Linked DNA regions of Mus musculus: region 2 is linked to region 1. A link is a contact called in public HiChIP or PLAC-seq data. All regions are on one chromosome and are shown on one strand. Each heading gives the region's core, a stretch centred on a gene start, on an enhancer-like site or on the middle of the called end of the contact. The rest is flanking DNA. Distances are from core to core; before and after follow the strand shown. Region 1 holds the start of Gal3st1 (galactose-3-O-sulfotransferase 1). Region 2 overlaps Morc2a (microrchidia 2A).

The links. HiChIP or PLAC-seq counts read pairs in DNA pulled down with a chosen protein or histone mark.
Region 2: an HNF4G HiChIP or PLAC-seq map of pancreatic cancer cells shows a contact between it and region 1. The contact joins the enhancer-like site here to the promoter of Gal3st1 in region 1. A contact is called at or near these places in 5 of 39 promoter capture datasets (embryonic stem cells, hippocampal neurons, liver and 1 more), 3 of 484 Hi-C or Micro-C datasets (the HL-1 cell line and embryonic stem cells), 1 of 115 datasets of contacts at active chromatin or transcription factors (pancreatic cancer cells) and 3 of 9 other capture datasets (embryonic stem cells, liver and macrophages).

What each region holds. Positions count from the first base shown.
Region 1 is chr11:3,979,893-3,987,450 of GRCm38.p6, reverse strand. It overlaps Gal3st1 (galactose-3-O-sulfotransferase 1), which reads right to left and starts at 3,815. Exons shown (of 4, transcript NM_016922.3): 1 at 3,611-3,815; 2 at 2,293-2,510. It overlaps Pes1 (pescadillo ribosomal biogenesis factor 1), which reads right to left. Exons shown (of 15, transcript NM_022889.3): 15 at 7,447-7,558. Gm46265 (a long non-coding RNA gene) reads right to left here and starts at 2,286. Exons shown (of 2, transcript XR_001780153.1): 1 at 2,204-2,286; 2 at 1-2,144.
Region 2 is chr11:3,679,939-3,687,496 of GRCm38.p6, reverse strand. It overlaps Morc2a (microrchidia 2A), which reads right to left. Exons shown (of 27, transcript NM_001159288.2): 15 at 7,463-7,558; 16 at 7,194-7,322; 17 at 6,609-6,714; 18 at 5,690-5,822; 19 at 3,881-3,952; 20 at 3,421-3,798; 21 at 2,752-2,883; 22 at 2,605-2,659; 23 at 1,971-2,112; 24 at 1,615-1,839; 25 at 1,428-1,521. Among named protein-coding and RNA genes, the nearest start is that of Morc2a, 34 kb to the right of the region's middle. Within about 2 kb of position 3,071, at least 20 of the 459 cell types and tissues checked have an H3K27ac peak or open chromatin away from gene starts, as enhancers often do. A contact at or near this core is called in pancreatic cancer cells, where this site is marked.

The DNA.
Region 1 (7,558 bases), core at 2,566-5,065:
ATGTTCATTACACAGACAAGGATTCTGAGGACCAGATGTTAAAAAAGCTGCCTTGTTATACACTGTAAAGAATGAATGTATTCATTAGAGCAAAACTGTACATCTGTACTTAGATGAAAGGGCCTGAGATGGTACCGAATGTAAAGTGTAGTTCCCCAGGGAATGGGGTCACTTACCCTCACTGACACAATCTGATTCCCTACATGCAATGTGAATATATATATGCATTCATATCTTACCAGAGTCTATATTACTTTGGAAAATAGTGAATCTTTATAAATAATGGGCCAGCAAGATGTCTCAGCAGGTAAAGGTGTTTGCCTCAAGCCTGATAACTCGAGTTTGATCTCCAGAACCCACATGGTGGAGAGAAAGACAATTCCTGGGTGTTGCCTTCTGACCTGCAAGCACACACACTCGGGGCACACCTCATGTTTCTGAGGCAGGCATACTGCTCTTTCCAAACCTTAGTGTCCGCCATGGAAAGGCATAGGCAATGACAGAACAGAGCTGGGGAGGATGGAGCACACAGGGGACCTCCTTCTGGGAGGAGGCACTTCTGGGAGGTGTGGGGTGAGGCTCTCTGGAGTGGGGTCCCAGAGCAGAGAAGGGGAGCATTGGTTGCCTAGCAGGGCATTTATCTGCACCCTAACTTGTTGGCTCACAGGACGCCTCCAAGCTCACAGTCCTGACTCTTGTCACCCTTATTCTCCTTGGCTGGAGCTGTGAAGTCAATGGTTCTAGGCTCTCATGATTTGGAAGGCAGTTCTTTTTTCTTTTTCTTTTTCCTTTTCTTCTTTTTCTTTTTAAAGATTTATTTATTTATTATATGTAAGTACACTGTAGCTGTCTTCAGACACTCCAGAAGAGGGCGTCAGATCTCATTACAGATGGTTGTGAACCACCATGTGGGTGCTGGGATTGTTCAGGACCTCTGGAAGAGCAGTCAGTGCTCTTAACCGCTGAGCCACCTCTCAGTTCTTAATGTCGCCTGCTCCTTCCCTCCTCTGTTCTCTCAGTTGTGCTTCTTCTTCTTTCCCTTTTTCCCTGTGTGTGTGTATGTGTGTGCACACGTGCACCCGTGTTCCTTGTATAGACCAGCTTTTTCCCTGTGTGTGTATGTGTCTGTGTGTGTGTTTGTGTATGTATCTGTCTTGTGTAGACCAGCTCACTATGCTCCTGACTGATTTCAAACTGATGATCCTCCTGTTCAGTTTCCCAAATGCTAGCAATACAAGCATGTGCCACAATGCCTAGCAACCTATTGTTTCAAAGGGCAATCATGTAATCGCAACACACACACACACACACACACACACACACACACACACAGAGTGCCCAACAGAATAGCTCAGTATTATATGCTAGCACTAAGTAACAGGTGGAGAAATGAGTCCAGTAACTGTGGCAAAGCTAGAACTTGAAGCATATTCACAGCTCTCTGAGACACTACCCTGCTTATGCAAAAGCGCCAGCCTTCCTGGTAGCAGATCCAAGTACCCAAAGCAGCTCACCTCGCTAATGGGCAGTGGCAAATCACAGATGTCAACGAGAAACCAAACCACTCCATTAACACACAGACACACACAGACACACACACACACAGACACACACACACACACACACACACACACACACACACACACACAACCAGGGCTAAACACAGGAGTCCGTAATAAATATACTCGATACTTTATACTCGTCACAGTCTGAAGATGTACTTGACTGTGCAACCACACGGCATGGTAGACAAGGTTTATGGACGCACTGCACATGCCACGCACAACGCTCTGGCTAAGCAAGCACACCCACTGTCCATTGCAGGATGCCCTTAATACAATCCTGCTCCCAAGTCCGGAAACAGGGTGATCACTGGCAAGAAACTGTTTGTATCCTAACACTTAAAGGTACAGCTATGCTCTCTCAGTCTCTCTGGGAAGATCCAAAAGTGAGAAGTGTGCAGTCCTTAGCTCGGTGCTTGGCCCGGGCAGTGGATCTGGTTATGTTCATGGACAACTTAGGTCCTTTTAGATCAATAGACTTCAATGACCTATGTTCCCATGATTTATACACAACTTGCCTCAACTCGCATTCCACACCCAGTAAAATTGACAGAGTGCCCACAGAAAGACTGTGGGCCTAACCTCCCTGCCCACACCCAGTAAAATTGACAGAGTGCCCACAGAAAGACTGTGGGCCTAACCTCCCTATCCACACCCAGGGCAAGATGGGAGTGTCACAGAAAGGGTCTGACTGTGGGCCTAACCTCCCTGCCCTGGAGAGAGATCTCACCTGATGACTCCAGGTCTCCAGTCTGGTAACCTTTGGGGTACTTCTGCTCCATCCCGCTGTGTCTTCTCTAGTCATTCACATTTCATGGAGTCAAACCAAAGCAAGAAGCTTGCCCCAAGCCACTGAGGGGGCCTAGAGTCCCCCATTGCCATTGTCCTGTGAGTCACTGCTTTCCTGCAAGTGCTTGTTTGTTCTTCCTTGGAGCCCAGTGAGAGGCACTGTGAGTGACAGATTTATGAGAACTCAGCACAGAACCCAGGAAGCAAAAGAGATGCCCAGGAAGGCATCTTTCCTCCAGTTTGGGCAAGAGGACTTCTGGGTAGGGCTGGGATCCTGAGACAGGGACCAAAAAACAAAACAAAACAAAACAAAACAAAACAAACAAAAACGCACACTGTGGTTTGCAGTGAACTCAGCCATTTCCCAACGGTGTGACCTTCAGCAAGTCACTGACTCCTTGAGCCTCAGTATCTTCCCTCTAGATAAGTAGCAAGGAAGCCTGAAGGCACAGTGCAGATCAGCTCACCCCCTCCAGAGAGGAAGAGATTGAGTTCTGATCGGCTCTCCCTCCACACCCCTTTCCTCCTGAAGATTTCCAGGGCATCCTCACCCTCAGCCCAGTAACCTCTGGTGTCAGGTGTCAGTCCCTGCAGCCAGATGTGTGCCTGTCATCACAACCAGCTCAGGAAGGGGCGGGGCGGGGGGGGGTTAAAAAGAGAAGGCTCATGTTGGCCTCTCACTAAGGGAACAGACCAACCTGAGACCCCCTTATGGAGCACTGGTCCATGGCTCCGGAACCGTGTAGTTGTTGCATATAGGATCTTTCCTGTCCTAACTAGACAAGTCTGTCCTTGTCTCCTGGACTCACCTCCTTAGGGGCACACATATGAGAGGCCTTCCCCAAGCACAAGAGTCTGTCATTGCCCAAGGCCCCCCTCTCCCCGGTTTGTACTGTGACAGCCGCCTCTTCTGGGAACGCAGGTAAGGAGCGGGGAGATTCCTGCCTCCTTCTCCACTAGGGCCCAGGCCACAATGTCCAAGAGGATTAATTATTAACGAACTCACAGCACAACAGCTAACCTTCTGGAGCCCCACCCACCCCATTTTTAGGGACTCCGGGGGTCAGGGGAGGAGGGGCACCCAGAGCAGGGCAAGCAATCAGCCAGAGCCTGCAGGATACAGTGTTGGTGAAGCAGCTCTGCAGCATTTCTATATCCCTTGCTGGGCAAACACGATCCATCGATCCAGTAGGCAAGATGTTCAGGAAGTAGGCTGAGGCAGGGCACAGCCAGCGTGAGTACAAGACCTCCCGACATACCTTTGCCCTGTTCTCCTTGGGCTCCGGGTGGCAGGGGTCGGCCCCGGCCCCCGCCGCCGCCGTGGCGCTCACTGGGCGGCGGGGCGCACTCGCCGGGACCCGGCGCGCTGGCAGGCCTGGTCCATGCCCCCGCCCCGCCGCCGCAGCGGCTGCCGCACCCCGCTCTCAACACTCGCCAGGTGAGGCCAGCAGCCTGGCCCGGCCCCTGACGCCAGAGCCAATGGGCGCCACGGCCCCCTCCCCCCCCCCACCCCCTTCCCGTCCTCTCCCCTGCGCCGCCTGCCCAAGAGGCACAGAAGCTGTATTCAGCTCCCTGGGGCGCAATATTGCGCCCCCGCCTCCGGCCTAACAAGGACTATTTGTCTCCGATGGGCCAAGGGGTCCATTGTCCTACTGCCAGCCCAGAAGGGAATAGAGGGTGCCTGGGGCTTGGTGGTAGTGTTGGGGAAGGGAGCCTGGGCTCTGGAGAAAGGGGGCAGGACTAGTTGCCAGCCTTTTATGGACAGCACTGGAGCTCCTCAGAATCCAGTGGAACATAGGTCTTCCTAGCTCCCTCTGATGAGCCAGGAACACATTTGTGGTATCCAAGAAAAACAGGTGAAGAAGCGCCAGGATCCCTGGGCCGAGTCACTTACATGGTTCAGCTAACTTTCCTCTTGAGGATACCTCCTCTAGAGGTCTGGGCAAGTAAGTAGGGGCCTGTTTGAGTTCAGACTGTCCTTCATCCTAAAGGAAAACCAAGGATGGGAACTAATTTGGAATTAACCCCAGCTGTGGGCACTGCAGAACCAGCTGGCCATCGGGTGGCACATGGGCCACGTCAGAGTCCCACTACCCCCGACATTTCTAGGCAACCGTGGAATGGGGAAAATTCCACATCAGCCTGGCTGCCAGGCATTCTTCCATATCTAATGGGCTTGCTGCTCTTTGTCCTTGTGGGCCCTGAGTCACCTCCCAGGCTATAGGTTATGACTTTGAAACTCCTAACCCTTTGTTCCTGCCTCTTGAAACTGCCATGCCAGAACATGGCATCAGATAGAGCCCCCTCCCCCCATCCCACATATACAGTGAAGCCACCAGTTTGGGGGACCTTGGGGTCCACAAGCCAAAGCCTGCAAAACTCTTGCCTTCCTCTTCAGTTGAGGTGCAGCCATGGCAGCACAAAGTCCACATATGGGGCCAATACAAAACAGGTCTGTCAGGCTATCAGGTCCTTAGATTCAGGGAGGGCAAAGTCCAGCCTACCCTGTTTAGGGTATCACCGCCTCTGGGGAATGGCTATGGGAAAGATGTCCTGGGAAGGACTGAATGATCAGAACCCTGACCCTGTCATGATACATGGACAGTTCCAGGTAAGGACCATCATCAGAGGTACCTGGAGTGAGGGGACAGGTCCACAAAGGTCACAAGCTGAGATACCAGCAGTGACCTCACTTGGATGGAAAACTAGGCTATTGCTGCCCTTAGACCTCACGCTCACCTTCCACCTGTACTGGCTTGTTTTGGGTCAACACAAGCTAGTCATCAAAGGAGCCTCTCAGTCGAGGAAACACCTCCATGAGATCCAGCTCTAAGCTGTTCGTGGTGGTGCACACCTTCAATCCCAGCACTCGGGAGGCAGAGGCAGATGGATTTCTGAGTTCGAGGACAGCCAGGGCTACACAGAGAAACTCTGTCTCGGAAAAAAATGGGAGTGAAGGGGTGGGGAAAGAGATCCAGATCTAAGGCATTTTCTCAGTGATCAATGGGGAGGATCCAGCCCACAATGGGTGTTGTCATCCCTGGGCTGGTAGTCCTGGGTTCTTTAAGAAAGCAGGTTGAGCAAACCTTGTAAAGCAAGCTACTAAGCAGCAACCCACCATGGCTTTTACATTAGCTCTGCCCTGAGGATGCAGCCTTGTTTGAGTTCTGTCCTGACTTTCTTCAATAACGGACAGCAACATGGAAGTGTAAGCCAAACAAATGCTTTTCTCCTCAGTCTGCTCTTTGGTTATGGTGTTTCATGTTTCATTGCAGACACAGAAACCCTAAGGCTGGTTGGTACGAGGAATGGGGTTAGCTGTGTTTGGGGAGGATTGTGGAAGGACTTCGGAATGTCGGGCTAGAAAAGGCATTTCCTGTCTGGAGCTCAGTGAGAAGTCCCTGAGGAGCTTAGAGTGTGAAGAACAGGACAGACAATAGAGGCCTGGCTCGTGAAGGGTTAGGAGGAAATTTAGACTCTATCAGGGTTATTTTCTATCATGAATTGAGATTCTGTTGTTCGGAGCAGCTGGAGCTAAAGTCAGCCACAATACACAAGAGAGCAGCAGCACCATTGAAGAGAAACCTTTGCGCTACTGGAACAGTCGATGCTGGTTAACCTGGAGCTAAGAGCTTAGTGAGAATTCAGACTAGAGCCTGCTGATAGTGGCACACCTTTAATCCCAGCACTTGGAGGCAGAGGCAGGCAGATCTCTGAGTCTGAGGTCAGCCTGGTCTATAGAGTTCTAGGACAGTCAGATCTACACAGAGAAACTCTGTCTCGAAATCAAACAAGAGATCAGCATCACTGAGGCGAAATCTTCTGGGAAGTGTTTTCTGAGAACAGATGTGTTCCAGAGGCATCCAAGGACTTGGTTATGTGTAGACATCTCCAAGGTGATACTGGTTTTGAAGACATAAAGAGGTCATGGAGAGCAGCTGATGACCTCTTTATCAAAGCCCAGGAGAGGCCTTTGAAGGTGCAGCCTCAGTGGCAGTTTAAGGATCAGAACTGAAGGGGTCATGCAAAGAAGCTGAAGGCGTGGCACCAAGAAGAGTCTACTCTATGCCTTGATTTTCCTTTTTTCTTTTTGGTTTTTCGAGACAAGGTTTCTCTGTGTAGCCCTGGCTGTCCTGGAACTCACTTTGTAGACCAAGCAGGCCTCGAACTCAGAAATCTGCCTGCCTCTGCCTCCCAAGTGCTGGGATTAAAGGCATGCACCACCACTGCCTGGCTTTGATTTTTCCCTCTTGAAGAATATATAGTTTACTTTTGTGGGAGATAAATTTTATAAGACTGTTTTTTTACTGTTGTTGGTCACGGCTAAGTAAGACTGGACATCTAACTTCTCTACCATTTCTGCAAGCTAAGTATGTTTGCAGAAGAAACTTATCAAGACGATTAACTGCATCTGACTTTCTCCCCATTCCTTTGTGCGCCCTCTGACTTCATTCTCTGTTCCTTGTGTAGAGTTGCTGTCTGTGATTGTACTTGGACGGCTTGCTTGTGGCAGTACCTTCTCTAGTGGACTATCACTGCACAATAAATATAACAGCCCCTGTGGGCCCCATGGGGGGAGGGGTGGAGAAAGTATTTTACAGGAGCCCACAGTTGAGTTTGAATTTTAATAGATTGGCTATTTTAATGGGACTGAAATTTTAATGTATTTGAATTTGTAAAATCCGTGGGACTTTTAAAGTCATTTATGTGAGATCTTGGGGATGAGTAAGAAAGGAAAGGTTGTGGCTTAATAGTGATGTTTGTGCATCAGATTGACAAGGGGTCAGTTGTATTGGCTTGTTTTGTGTGTCAACTTGACACAAGCTAGAGTTATCAGAGAGGAAGGAGCCTCAGTTGAGAAAATGCCTCCAGGAGATCCAGCTGTAAGGCATTTTCTCAATTACTGATCAATGGGGGAGGGCAAAGGTAGGTAGTGCCACCCCTAGGCTGGTAGTCCTGGGTTCTATTTAAGCAAGCCTTGTAAAGCAAGCCAGTAAACAGCACCCTTCTCTGGCTCTACACCATCTCCTGCCCCCAGGATTCTGCCCTGTTTGAGTTCCTATCCTGACTTCCTTCAATAATGGGCAGCAATGAGGAAGTGTGAACCATACATACTTTTGTACATACAATGTGGAAGTGTGAGCCATACATACTTTTGCACATACAATGTGGAAATGCGAGCCATATACACTTTTGTACATACAATG
Region 2 (7,558 bases), core at 1,822-4,321, 300 kb after region 1:
ACCTTGGTTGCACAAAATAAATTTTAAGTCAAATGAGTATCTTGAAGGCAATTATATTAAGCTTTTAATTGTGAAAATACTACCATTTACACACCAATAAGGACAAAAATTAACATTTGAAAATTGGTTTTAGCAATCGCAACTAGAAGATAAAGTTGTGACCTAGTACTGGCTAGCACGTTTTTAAAAGATTTATTTATTATTATATCTAAGTACACTGTAGCTGTCTTCAGCCACACCAGAAGAGAGCATCAGATCTCATTAGGGATGGTTGTGCGCTACCATGTGGTTGCTGGGATTTGAACTCAAAAGAGCAGTCAGTGCTTTTAACCACTGAGCTTATTTCTCCAGCCCCCTGGTTAGCACTTTTGCAAAAACAAGCTAGATATTATTTTTAGACTTGGACAGTCACAAGACTGACTGTTTTGGGCTGAGTAACAGTGCCTGCTGCTGAGGTTCTGCTGTGCCTTGGCTTTTGCTTTGAATTTCACGATTTGATGCCAAAGGTAACAAATCAAACTGTAAGAAGAGGTCTTCTCCTAGAACCTCTGGAAAGCCTGGTCTAAACAAGAGTAAAAGCCAAAGCCTAGGCTGGGCTTACTGTGTAACAAGAATGTGGTGGGTCTTGTGCCCCTGTAACAGCAAGGTCAGCAGACACAATCAGCTTATTGCATGTTTCTGTAAATAAAGCTATTGCTTGATAGACTGCCTCTGGCTACTTTCATGCTGTAATTACAGAACTTCGTAGTTAGCAGATACTAGACAGCCTACAAACCTGTTATTTACTATCTGGCCCTCAGCATAGTTCAGATCAACAATTCCTTCAGCTCCATTTCCTACATAAAAATGAGGTTCAAGATGTATCATTTTCCCCAACCCTTTCCAGCCTATTGTGCTCACAAAAGCCTCCTGCCCCACTTCAGAGTCCCCTGCACTTGAAGCCCTAGTGGAGTTGTTTGATTGTTTGGTTAGGTTTTTAGATAAGGGTTTTCCTTCTCTACCCAAGCTGCCAAGACTCTCTGGGCACTGCCTCTCAGCAACATTTCTCTCAGCCTTATGGCCAGCTACCCAGAAGCAGCAACTCCACCTCTAGCAAACTTTAAGATGGTGGATACAGAAAGTCCACTGAGCTACCCGGGCTCTCATGCTCATCTCTACATGCCGTTAATCTCTCTTTACCTCTCTCCAAGTCTCATGTTTTTAGGTAGAGAGAGTCTAATCTCATCAATGTTACCTAGGACAGGTCTGAGAAAGAAGTGGGGAGGGGAGGGGTGCACTTGTAAAGGAGTCTCAAGCTGTCTGTCCTTTTTGAACATCAGTCCTATCGACTCAGATCGTCTCTCAGAGAGAAGGGAAGTTGATGAGACAGCGATAATAAGCATGTACAGGCACTTAGGTGTAAAAAGCAAAAATTGGGTCAGACTCACCAGAGGAAAAGATATTAGTTCTTCTGAATTCATAACACTCAGCTCCTTCTTGGAGATGGGGAAACTTGGAGGTAAGAAATACCGCAAGCAATTTCTAAGCAGGAAGAGAGGGGTTGGAACTCAGAATAGCATGGGAAGAGTAAAGAATTAGTGTCAGCCTTAAGGAAAAGGATAAAGAAACACAAACCGAAGAATCTGGACCAGGAGATCAATAGTCTCATGGCTGGGACTGGTGGCAGTGGTATCAGGCTCAATGGGAAGACCATCAGAGGTGGAAGGCTCAGGCAAGGCCACAGCCTGCCGGGCCACCATAGCCTCCTCCTCCTCTCCACCTTCTTGCTGTGTGTCAGGGCTCTGATGCTCTGGGGAAGGTGGCTTCATCAATCGTACATCTTCACTGCCTTTCTCCACCCTACGGGGGACACAGAGCTTATAGTATCTGTCCTAGGATCCTAATAGGCTGCTAGGAGGGAACACGGGGGTACCTCCTCTCTTTGCCCTAGCTGACTTCTGCTATTCTGTTCTCCCAGAAGAGGGCATTACCAGCGGTCTCTTGGTGTTGTATCTGTGGGCACATAGTCAAACTTCACTTTCCATCGAACCGCATTCTTGCCCACCTCCACAGCTGTGACTCGGCCTGTGTACCACTCACGGTTCACACGGACCTCTACATGAAGTCCTTTATCTGAGAATCAGATGAGAACTGTATTAGTGCCCTCACCTCAGCCAGGCTGTATCTGTAAAAGGCAGTGCACAGGTGGATCCCTAGGTATCCACCTAGGCCTAGCAATGCTGCCTCTTCCATCTGGCATGGGGCCAAGGCACAGGATGAATGACTTGCCAAGGGCAAACACCAAAGAGTTAGTATTAAAAAGAACAAAAACATAAAAATATAAAAGCAAGCCAGGCATGGTGACACATGCCTTTAATCCCAGCACTTGGACACTGATCCAGAGGATTATAAGTTCAAGGCCAAACTGAACAATATAAATATCTGCTCAAAACCCTCTAGGACTACAAATCAAACAAACAAACAAAGACTGTGAAGGGACAGCTGGACCAACTATGGGAGAGAGCCCAAGCCAGGAAGCTGCTGACTTTCAGGAGGAAGCTGTTGACAGGGAAAGGTTCTATTTCCATCTCCAGCACAGCATGACAGGGGTCTCCCCAGACTTGCCTTTCTGAGCCTTCCTGAGTTCAGCTGGGTGATCTTCCCCAGCACTGTCTGAGAGCTGCAAGGAAAACAGTCTATTAGAAGCTTCTTTAATGGCCCCGGCCCCGGCCCCAGGGAGGCAATCCCTGGGAACTTCATGCGACTAACCACCTCATTTGCTTCCTTCTTTTCCTCCTTCACAGCAAGTTTGCCCCGCTTGCATCTCTCTCTCCTCTTCTCAGCTTCTTCTTCAGCCTCTTCCTCATCTGAGACTGCAAGACTCCGCTTCCGACCTGAGGTTGCCTAGAGCAGAAGAGTAGAAGCATGAACTGACCATGTTCACTTCCCAAGATGCAGGAAGACTTTATGTAGCTTAAAGGAACTACTCAGAGGAGCTATGTCAATTCCCACTTGGAATTACTCAGTACATACATATGCAACCTCCTGGTCTGACCACAACTGGCCCAGGTTTCTCAGTTTCTTCCCTGCTTAACCTGCCTGCCAGCCAGCTGAGACCTCCTTGACACACAATGACTACTACCATAACATACCAAAGCTATATGTCATCAAGTTAACAAACTATGCCCACACCATGAGAAGCCAACTCAAGTTTGCAGCAGACCAAGGTTGGCTGTGCTGAGTGAAAATGAAAAGCTCCCTAGATAAAAAAACTTGCTATGTGTGTTAGTTCTGAGCAAGTCTCTTCAGCTATGGAGACTTTTTCTTCAGGGCATCAGAGAAGCTTTAGAAAAGATTCAGTGATCCTGGATTCCCTGGTATAACCTTTTTTCCTACAGCACTGCTAATAAGCTGGAGCATGGAGGAGGGAAAGCATCTCACCACGGACTGTTTGACAGGTGGCTCTGGCTTCTTGACCACTGGAGTTTTGATGGCTTTTTGAGCAGGGACCTCCCGAAGGCTCTTGGAACTGGGGATTAAAGATAGTGGGGGTGTGTGCACAGGAGGGGTGGGTCGGGGTACAGTCTTGATGGGAGGGTTTGCAGGCTTTCGAGGTGCCTCAGTTGGCTGGAGTAGCCTAGAAGTACTAGTTTCTCCTCGGGCTGCTGTAGTGGGTGGTTTTGGAAGGCTGATAACAGACGTCTTTCGGAGCTGGGTACTTGGTCTGGGAGTCTGAATAGAAGGGGGTCTGCTAGGAGCATTCTTGATCACCGCAGGTAAAGGAGGTGACCGAGGACGCTGAGGTCTCCGTACAGGTTCCTAAAAAGAGCCCACAGACAGAACACTGAACCGAGCTTAGACACCAGAAGAGACCCGCCTCCCTTATGTTCCTGGGCTTTACTTCAATAGGTCTTGTAGTCACTTCTAAGGGCAATTTCTTCAGGTCAGCTTGTGAGCGGATGGGCGTGGTTTTCTGCAAAAACAAATATAACAATGAAATTGTATATCTTGGTATAATAAACTATCTCTTTGGATCCTCACTATGTGCCTGGGACAGTGATCAGTTCTATTTCTGAAAGCTTTTTATTATCACTAGAAAGGCAATACACAGACACAAAAAGGGTACCTATGTGATTGACTGATTCATCAACTGAGACACTGGGGAAAGTCATTAAATTTTCTAAAAAAAAAAAAAAAAAAAGAGACCAAAAAGGTGGGAAAGTTCTGGTAAAGAAAAGTTGTCATAAGGCCAGAAAACTGGATGGGATCAACACACTTAAGACATTTCCAGTTTGTAAGTATAGAGCACTGTACAGACAGAGAAGAAATAAAAATGCTTTTGTAACAAATATAAAATTGGGGGCTGTAGAGATGGCTCATGGTTAAGAGTGTAGATTAGTCTTGTAGGGCACCACCAGAGTTCAGGTCCCATCACTCGGAACAAGGATCTGATGCCTTCTGGAATAAACAAGTACCTGCACTCCAATTCCTTATGCATGTGCACATGAGCACACACACATGATTTTAAAATAATAAAAAAACTGAAATCATGAAACACTGAAAATATTAAGTACACATGAAAATTTGATCAACCTTAAAAATAAAAATTAGCCATGTGGTGATACAGGCCTTTAATCCCAGCATTTAGGAAGCAGAGACAGGTAACTCTCTGTGAGTTAGAGGCCAGCCTAGTCTACAAAGTTCCTAGACAGTCAAGGCTATTACACAGAGAAACCCTGTCTTGAAAAACCAAAAACAAATATTAGAATTAATTTTTGCTTACTTTTCTAAACACTGGTTAAAAAGTGTAAAATAATACAAAATAATGCATCTTCTGCAAGGCAGCTTAAGATTTTCCTTGTTTGGTTGTTTGTTTATTTGTTTTCTCAAGACGGTTTTTCTGTGTAGCCCTGGCTGTCCTCAAACTCAAAGATCTGCCTGCCTCCCAAGTACTGGGATTAAATGAGTACGCCATCATACTTGGCTTGAGAGAAATCTTTTAAAAAGCCTTAATATTTTGCAAATTCTTTTCCAATCTTACAAATTATCAAGAAATTATTATGTACAAAAAATAGCATATGTATATATTAAATACAAATGCTTTCCTATGACTACTAAAAATTATAGAAATGTTTATGTGTACGTAATTTATGCAAAATTGGAAAGAGCTACTTCTGGTGATCCTAGCTACTCCAGAGAAACTTAAGTTCTCTGGACTTAAATTGATCTCAGTGAGACACTGTACCAAGAAAAAATACAATAAAAAGCAAGAAAAGGGTCAGGGATGTAACTAACTCAGTGGTAGTGTCTGCCTAACACATACAAAGCTCTAGGTTAATTCCTGTTCTTGGTGGGTGGAGATGGTGGGGGGGGGGGAGGAGGAGGGAGGGAGGGGGGGAGAAGAGGAGGGATGAAAAGTTATAAAACTACTGAATCAATGGTGAGATTTCTTTTATGATAGGATATTTATTTTCTGGAATGCTTATATGTTCTAAATACATTGAGTATATAATTTTTGAAAATATAAGCAAAATGGTTTGTTATCTAATTAATAAGGTATACTGGAAGCATTTGAACTAAGAACTCAGGGTTGAAAAACCTTGGTGAGAACATATGGGGAATGGAAGGGACAGGAAAGCCACCGAAGACTCCTGTCCTGGACAGACTGCTGACACAGGCTGGCTGTGCTCACTTGCCCACAGTCACATACCTGAAGAGCTTCTAGCTTTTCCTGCTGCTGGCGAATTTTCTCTGTCAGCTGCTTCTGCTTTTCTTCCTGTGTCTTTGGGTCCTTTTTTAATGTCCCCAAAGGAACCTTTTGCTTCTGTTCAGAAGCTTCACAGCTGTGAAAAGAGAGACTGGTAACAAAACAAGGCTCCAACAGGGCAGAGACTTGCTGTCCTGCAACCACCACAGAGCTTCCAATGTATAAAACTGGTATGTGTTACAGGACATGTTTACTCTTCCTTCTTAGAAATACACAGCCTGCCGCAGCCAGAGATGTGAGGCTATGGAAACAATGGCTCTGAGGAACACCCCAAGAGTGGAGGTGTTGTGGCAGGCATGGTGAATGTCCGAGTTAGCTTTAATTATAGACTTGACGAAAGCCTGGATTTCGAATTGCCTAGATCAGGCTGGCCTGTTGGGGGGCGGGGGGGGGGGGGGAGGACACTGCTTTGTTAAATTATATTGATGTTGGAGGGTCCAGTCCACTATGGATAGATAGTAATATCCCTAGACAGGTGGTTGGGATGTCTAAGAAAGCTGGCTAAGCATGGCCTGGTACACAGTGTTTTTTCATGGTTCTACTTCAAGGTCCTGCTTGAACTCCTGCCTGACTTTTTTTTTTTTTTTTTTTCTTTTTTTGGATTTTGTATTTTTTTGAGACAGGGTTTCTCTGTGTAGCCCTGGCTGTCCTGGAACTCAGAAATCCACCTGCCTCTGCCTCCCAAGTGCTGGGACTAAAGGCGTGCGCCACCACGCCAGGCTCTGCCTGACTTTCTAAATGATGGACTATGTTTGGAAGTGTAGCTAAATTGCTTTTGTTCCTGATGTCAATCACAGCAAGAGAAAGTAAACTACCACAGGGAGGGAAGAGTAATCATAATCTTTGTTAAAGAAAGGCTCACCGGTCCTGCTCAGGATCAGGGTTCATGGAGCAAACCCAAGTATCAGGGTAATCTGTTTCTACTGAACTCAGCTGGAAGGGGAGAGTCCTCCATTTCAGACACAGATCTGCAAGAAAAAATACCCCTCTCAACAGGTCAACCATACTATCAACAATTACTGCAGTCCTGGCTCCTCAGAGCTAGGCTCACCAGCAAAGATGTCCTTGAACTTCAACTTCTTTATTATTACAAAACAGTGATTCACCCTATGAACAGTGATTGCAGCAAGGATTAAAAATATCATGGAATCTTGATGCTATCAGTCCTTCCTTCCTTTGGGCTCAGTTAGTTATCCATTCTAAACCCTACATGGTAGCAAACCTACTGAGCCTGGCCCAGCTGTGATATGAAGTGTCTCTAAGGTGTGGTGACTGTCGCCTCACTAAGAGACAGGAGGAACTGCGGGCCTCAAGATTGCTCACACAGCCACTGCCAAACAGATCCTGTTCCTTGTGGAACTCAAGTTCAAGTCAGAAGGCCAGCTTGAGACTACAGACAAGAATGTCATGACAGGAGTCTAGAGAGAGTTCCTGCAACAAAACTCACCACACTGGATAGTGGTTGGAATTTCCATAGCTCTCCGGCGTTTGAAACGCAGCTCACTAGATGGAGGTTGGTTCCAGTTGGCAGAAAGATAGCCAAACTCATCCCAAAACTTGATGATTCCACGCTGGGCTAGAAGACAAATGCCCACACATTCCAATGGAAGCATGTAACAACGTAAAATCCTCTTCCTAAATTCACCCTCTCAAGTCACATAAGCACCTTAAGGCTCATAAAAGAGAAGCTGAGGCCTAGTGGCCTGGTCACATTACCAATGGCTATGTCCTTCCAGTACTGTGCCAAGTGCTCCCCCATTGCTCGAAGTAGATGCCGGTACTCCTTAGCATCAGCAAAGTCCTGCTTGTTAT